Linked DNA regions of Canis lupus: region 2 is linked to region 1. A link is a contact called in public Hi-C data. All regions are on one chromosome and are shown on one strand. The core of a region is the stretch at or near the end of the contact, and the rest is flanking DNA. Distances in the headings are between cores, read along the strand shown.

Evidence for each region. A called contact is a pair of places that touch in the nucleus more often than the background predicts.
Region 2: a contact with region 1 is called in a Hi-C map of blood, with 2.3 times the contacts expected there. The contact joins the enhancer-like site here to the promoter of MED13L in region 1. A contact is called at or near these places in 3 of 9 Hi-C or Micro-C datasets (amygdala and blood).

What each region holds. Positions count from the first base shown.
Region 1 is chr26:13,396,495-13,399,517 of UU_Cfam_GSD_1.0, reverse strand. It overlaps MED13L (mediator of RNA polymerase II transcription subunit 13-like), which reads left to right and starts at 1,620. Exons shown (of 32, transcript XM_038575206.1): 1 at 1,620-1,768. The coding sequence starts at 1,697.
Region 2 is chr26:13,460,166-13,463,188 of UU_Cfam_GSD_1.0, reverse strand. No RefSeq gene overlaps it. Among named protein-coding and RNA genes, the nearest start is that of MED13L, 64 kb to the right of the region's middle. Within about 2 kb of position 1,393, at least 15 of the 20 cell types and tissues checked have an H3K27ac peak or open chromatin away from gene starts, as enhancers often do. A contact at or near this core is called in blood, where this site is marked.

The sequences.
Region 1 (3,023 bases), core at 371-2,870:
GAGTTGCTCTCCTCCCCACCTCTGCAGGGAGCAAACGCCTTGAGGGTTGGGAGCAGGCCTCCTCCTCAGACTGGCACTCCTCAGGGCTCCCAGACCATATGCTCTCAGGAAATGTTCCTTATTGAATGAATGAGGGAGGGTCTGCTCCCGACTCAGCCCTAGTACAGCGCCTGGCAGTTGCATTCCAGCACATGGCAAGAGGTCAGGAAACATTTACGCGTTGAATGAATAAACACACACAGCGCCTCGGAGTAAGGGCTCAAAAGGCATTTCTGGATTCGTTGCGCAGCGCCCGGTGCACAGAAAGCGCCAAGCGGCAGCCGCGGAGCTCCCTGGGCGAGGCTCGCGACACCCAGTGCGAGAGCTCGGACGCACGGTGCTCGGGTGCGGGGGTTCGAGCTCCGCCGCCGCTTCTTCCCCGCCGGGCGACCTCGGGCAAGTGACTCGGTCTCTTCGACTTCATCTCTTTGTGCTTCAGTTTTCTCATCTGCAAAACGCGGACGCCCGAGCGCGACCTCGCCGAGGCACTCCCGCAGCCCGGGGGACCGGCAGGCGAGCCCACCGCAGAGCCCCGCCAGGCCGCCCCGCCTGCGCCGCCCCGGGGGGCCCACGGCGGGGACCACGGGCGTTCCCGGGGCCCCGCGGTCGCGCCCCGCCGATCCGCGCCTCCGAGGGGGGCGGGGCACGGCGCCCACGCGGGGGCAGCCCACGGCAGCGGAGCCGCGCCGCCCGCGCTTCTTTCTCTCCCTCTCGCTGTCCCTCCCTCCCCCGGACGGAGGCTCCGGCCGCGCTCGGCTCAGCAGCGCCGCCCGCGAGCCGCCCTCCAGCCGCCGCCGCCGCCGCCGCCGCCGCCGCCGCGGCTGCAGCTCCAGCTCCGGGCCCCTCCCCCGCCCCCGCCCCCGCCCCCCCGCGCGGCCGGCGCCCGTCACGTGACGCGGCGCTAGCCAATGGCGGGCCGAGCCGCGGTCGGCGGCCGCCATTGCTGTCAGAGCGAGCGAGCCCGGGGAGGGAGGAGAAGCGAGGCTGACTGGGGAGGAGGGGGGGGGTGGGGGAGGAAGAGGAAGGAGGGGACGTCGCTCGGCTGCCGGGGTCGCCCGCTGGCTTCGTCCGCACCCCCCCCTTCGCGAGTTCGCGCTCCGCGGCGGCGGCGGCTCCGAGGCGGCGGCGGCGGCTCCGGGGCTCGCCTCCCCTCACGCGCCGGCGGGGGCCGGGGGGAGTCGGTGGCTGGAGATAAACAAGGCGGCGGCGGCGGCGGCGGCGGCGGTGGCGGCGGCGGCGGCGGCGGCGGAGGCACAGGGAAGGCGGAGGCGGCGGCCGGCCGGGAGGCAGCGGCGGCCCTGAGAGGCGGGGAGGGCGCCGGGCCGCGCGGACAGCGCCCCCCGCCGCCGCCGGAGCCGCGCGAGCCGCCGCGGGAGCCGCCGCGGGAGCCGCCGCCGCCGCCGCCCGAGCAGGAAGGAGCCGCGCGGCCGCCGCGGACCCCCCCGCCGGCCCGGGCCCGCCGCCCCCGGCGCGGCGTCGCCGCGGCGCCTCCCGCCCGCCCGCCCGCCCGCCGGCCCTCGCGCCCTCCTCCCCCGGCGGCGGCGGCCCGGCCGCCCCGCGCTCCCCGGCGAGGCGCCGCCGCCCGGCCCGGCCCGGCCTCGCCTCGGACGCCTCGCTCCGACATGCCCCGCTCTGGCGGCCGGGCTCGCGGAGGATCATGACTGCGGCAGCGAACTGGGTGGCGAACGGGGCGAGCCTGGAGGATTGTCACTCCAACCTCTTCTCGCTGGTGAGTAGCCGGGCGGCGGGGAGGGGGGCTGCGGCGGGGGGGCCCGACCTGCGCCGCCGACCAACTTTCTCCTCCCGCCGCCGGGACGTCGCCCCTCCCTCGCCGCTCCCCGCCGCCCGCCGCCCGCCGCTTCTCCCCCTTTTGGATCGTCTCTCCCTCGCCTTGGATCCCGTCCAGTGTTTATTTGGCTCTTTAAAAATCATTTGTGAGCGCGGCGCTCGGCGTGGAATTTGCATGTGGAAGTCTCAAAGCTGCGGATTCTGGGTCGCACTTCGAACGCCCACCCTCTGTTGCCATCACACCCCCTTCCCCTCCCCTCTCTCCCCCCCCCCCCCTTTTTTACCCCTAAATGTGGAAGGCTTTGCCTTGTGCTGCCCGCGCCCGCGATAAGCAGCCTTTTCTCCCCCCCCCCCCGCCCGCCCCCCTTGCGGGATCGGCTGCCCGCCCGCCTTTCGAAAATTTTTTTTTAATTCCGTAATGACACCTGCAATTTCGCCCGAAAACAGTTGATTGAATGCGATTGTGTCAGTAAAGGACTCTTGCACCCGAAGCTCCTGCGATTGTAAACAGCGACGGCCGCCTGCCTCTCGGGGCTCCCTGCGCCGGAGAGCCGGAAAGCCATTGCACCGAGCCGACGGAAGGTGGAGGAGCCTTTTTCTTCCCTCTCTCCTCCTGTGTCTTTTAAAAACTGTTTTCTCTATCCTAACAACGAATCCACACACACACACAAAAGCAACAAGCTGGGCGGTTTGATAACATCGCTTTTATCTGCCTTCGCCTTTCTCGCGCTCTCTCTCTCTGATAATTGACAACTTTTCCCTCGGATTTGAATCGCCTGCCTTAATCTTGAAGCAGTTAGGGTGTCAATTGTTCTCCTGGAAGCCTGGCACCCGACGACGACGTCTAGATTCATCGAAATTAAAAATGTATAGGGCTCCAGCAACTCTTTCCTGGCGGTGGCACTGACATTTGGTGGTAAATGCCATCTTTGCTTTTTTATTGGGTCGTATTACCTAGCTCTGAAAACATTCACCTTGTTAAACCTGGCGTTTAGGCTAATAATTGCGGTGCGTGGTCTTTAAATATGTGCTTTGTGCATGAGTTACTGTATGTATAGCTATGTGCCCGGGAGACTACGAATTTGTTTAAATATTGAGCAAAGATTTGTAAACAGATGTAAGGCAATTATGTTTCAAGCGTAGAATATAATTGGAAAATTGGCTGAACGGTTTGTTTAATTTAGCTTTTAAAAAAA
Region 2 (3,023 bases), core at 144-2,643, 64 kb before region 1:
ATCCAGATGCTCAAACAACATTGTCAGAAATCTACCTCTCTCTTTTAGCTCTTTTGGTCAGAGGCAGGTGGAGGAGGCAGTATTGGCCTCATTATTAAATACCCTTTTTCTTTGTAGGGGCAACATCGGTCACCAGCAGCATAGTGGTCCCAATGAGAAAATAAAGCATCTATTCCCAAAGCCTTGCCATCAAAGTCCCAGGATTGGCCATCACATGTGACATGCCCACTACTGATCCAATCCCTGTGTTGCCAGGAGAATGGAACACACCATTGGCTAGGCCTGGGACATGTGCCCCACCTCTAAAGTTGGGGGCAGAAGATCCCTCTCCATCCAAAGACTGATGGAAATGGTGGGATGATTCCCCAAAGTAAAAAAAAAAAAAAAAATGGATATTCCCAGGAAAATGGTATCTGGTATCTGGGCAAACCAGACAGACAAAGCTGAGTGTCCCCCACCCCCAACCCCATGTTTTTTTTTTTTTTTTCTGTTCTAGCTTTGCCTGTGCCGATGTGGGGAGGAGAGATCCTCTGTTGTGCTATGTTGGAAAAATTCTCAGTGGCTTTTGGAGACAAAATAGTGTCATAGTTGCCTCCAGAGACTTCAAGGGCAATAGTTTGGGAAAGATAAGCATTCAGAGTATGTGAAACTCCAGGTTATTTTATCTCTATATAAGCTTTCTCTCTCCATTCAACAGACTTTCAGCTTTTCAGAGGTATTGAAATTGGGAGCCTCACATTGAGGGGGCCGTTGTCTGAAGCTCCCAAGTCAGGGGATTTGATTCTGTCTTTGCTCTGAGCCTGGCAGACAGAGGTAGGGAAAAGTCGGGAGGCCCCCAACTTGCTACGCCCGCGTGTCTTTGGCTGGGGGGTCCAGATCCTAGCCCAAGGCTTCCACCAGCCGGCTTGCACAGACTTTGGGCCAGCCTGGAGCTGCCCGGAAACCACTAAGCCCAAGAGGTTTGTGAGGTCCCCATAGCTCATCTGGAATTCACAGCTTCCCCCACCTCCACTCTCCGCACCCCCCCCCCCCCCCCGGGGTCATTTTGGTCCAAAACACCCTAAGTAATGGGCCGGACAGAGCAGCCACACGGAGAACAAAATGCTCTTTGGCCCTGAGCCCTCCTGCTCTGAATGTACGTGAACACGTTTCTTCTCCCACTAACAGGAAATGCAGGAAACCAGCACCAGCTGATTAAAAAAAAAAAAAAAAGTGGGAGCCCCCCCCCCCACCTCCACACACAAATAAAACCTTTTCAACTTGCCCAAAGCACTCCTGGCCACGTTGGGGCGGGGCCCTTGTGACGTCACGCCCGCAACCAGCCAATGGGCAGGCGCTTCCGACTTCCTAATCTGCATGTTGCGGCCGCATTGGTTCAACTCCAGAGCCCTCGGCCCGGGGGTGGAGTCTTCGGGGGCGAGGTTGGCCGCGGCGGGCAGGGCCAAGGTCCGCTCCCGGCCTTCCTGCCCCGGGACGGCAGGTCCGGTCCGTGGCTCGATCAAGGAGGGGAAGGGGGGCTAACGTGGAGGTTATGAAGTCCAGGGGGCGCGGGCGGAGGAGACGTGGGCAATCCAGCAGGGACAGTGGCAGGACTTGGCCTGATGAGCTCTACTTTCCGGGCTTGACCCTGCCAACCCTCCCCCTGCCTCCCCCCAGTGATTCCGTTATCAGTTCTTTATCTCCAACAGGGTCAGCTCTGAAATTTGGGTGAGGAGAAACCAGACGCAGGTTACTTGAATTATTATGGTTGATTTTTATCTTGTAGTGTGGCAGCTCAGGCATGTGGATTGGACACGCCAATGTGCGCACCACGACTGCATAGTTTAAGATCCTCAAATTAACAAGGGGGAAACCATTGAGTAACCTTACTTTCTCCTCTGAAGCTCAATTTTCTGAGAATGTCCTTTGTTGTTGTCTGAAAGGAGACTTGGGAGATTGAAGGAATTTGAAGCAGAGGGGTCTGTGTAGCCACTAGTGGCAATAAAAATGTCAGGAGATTGTGACATTAAAATATAGTCTGATTTCATTTATTTGGGTAGCACATAATTAGGGTTTGGCGTACATAACCTCAAAAAGCTTCCCTCTGTACCTTTGGCAGTATCGATAAAGATGGCATCTTTTGGAGCTCTGGTTTTCAACACCCAAGGTTTTGATGCAACAGGTCTGGGCAGAAATAAAGACATTTTCCACAATTGTTCCAAATGTTTCTGCCAGAGGAGGAGTACCCTTGAGAGGCTCTGCTTTGATTTTTAAATATTTACCTCCATGGTCTCTGCAAACCACTGAAATAGGGACGCCTGGGTGGCTCAGTGGTTGAGCATCAGCCTTTAGCTCAGGGCATGATCCTTGGGTGGGGGGAACCAAGTCCTGCATCGGGCTCTCAGTGAGGAGTCTGCTTCTCCCTCTGCCAGTGTCTCTGCCCCCCTTCTCTCTCTGTCTCATAAATAAATGAATAAAATCTAAAAAAAAAAAAAAAGAAAAGAAAACAAAAAAAACGCTGAAATATCTCAGCTAACTGAGGTATTTTAGCATGCAAACTTTATCTCTTTGGTTATCTCCTGTACCCAAAAGTTGTGCAGGAAGCTCTCCTCTAGACTTACATAGATTGAACTTGAAACTGGAGCCACCATAAGTATACAGAGAGGTGGGGCGACCACGATGATACGCCTTGAGGATCTCTTACCACAGGGCTTGTAATTGATTGAGAGCTTCAGTGCTGGCTTTGACATTCCCAGGTCTTGATTGAGCACAGCAGTGCTCCACCCAGGGCCCTGCCAGACATTCCTTAGACTTCACAGCGATCTAGGATGCTCCCACAAAATCCTCCTTTCCCCTCCTGAGAGTCTCAGGATGGTCCTCCTCACCTTGCCTGACTTCCTCATTTTTTTCTCACACAGGCCTTTCCCCTAACAAAATCCTTCTAGGTCACATTTGAGCCTCTGCTTCTAGCAGAATCGTGACTAACACAAAAGGGTTTGACATAGAAATTAAATTGGGTAACAAGTATAACAGGGATCCCATTT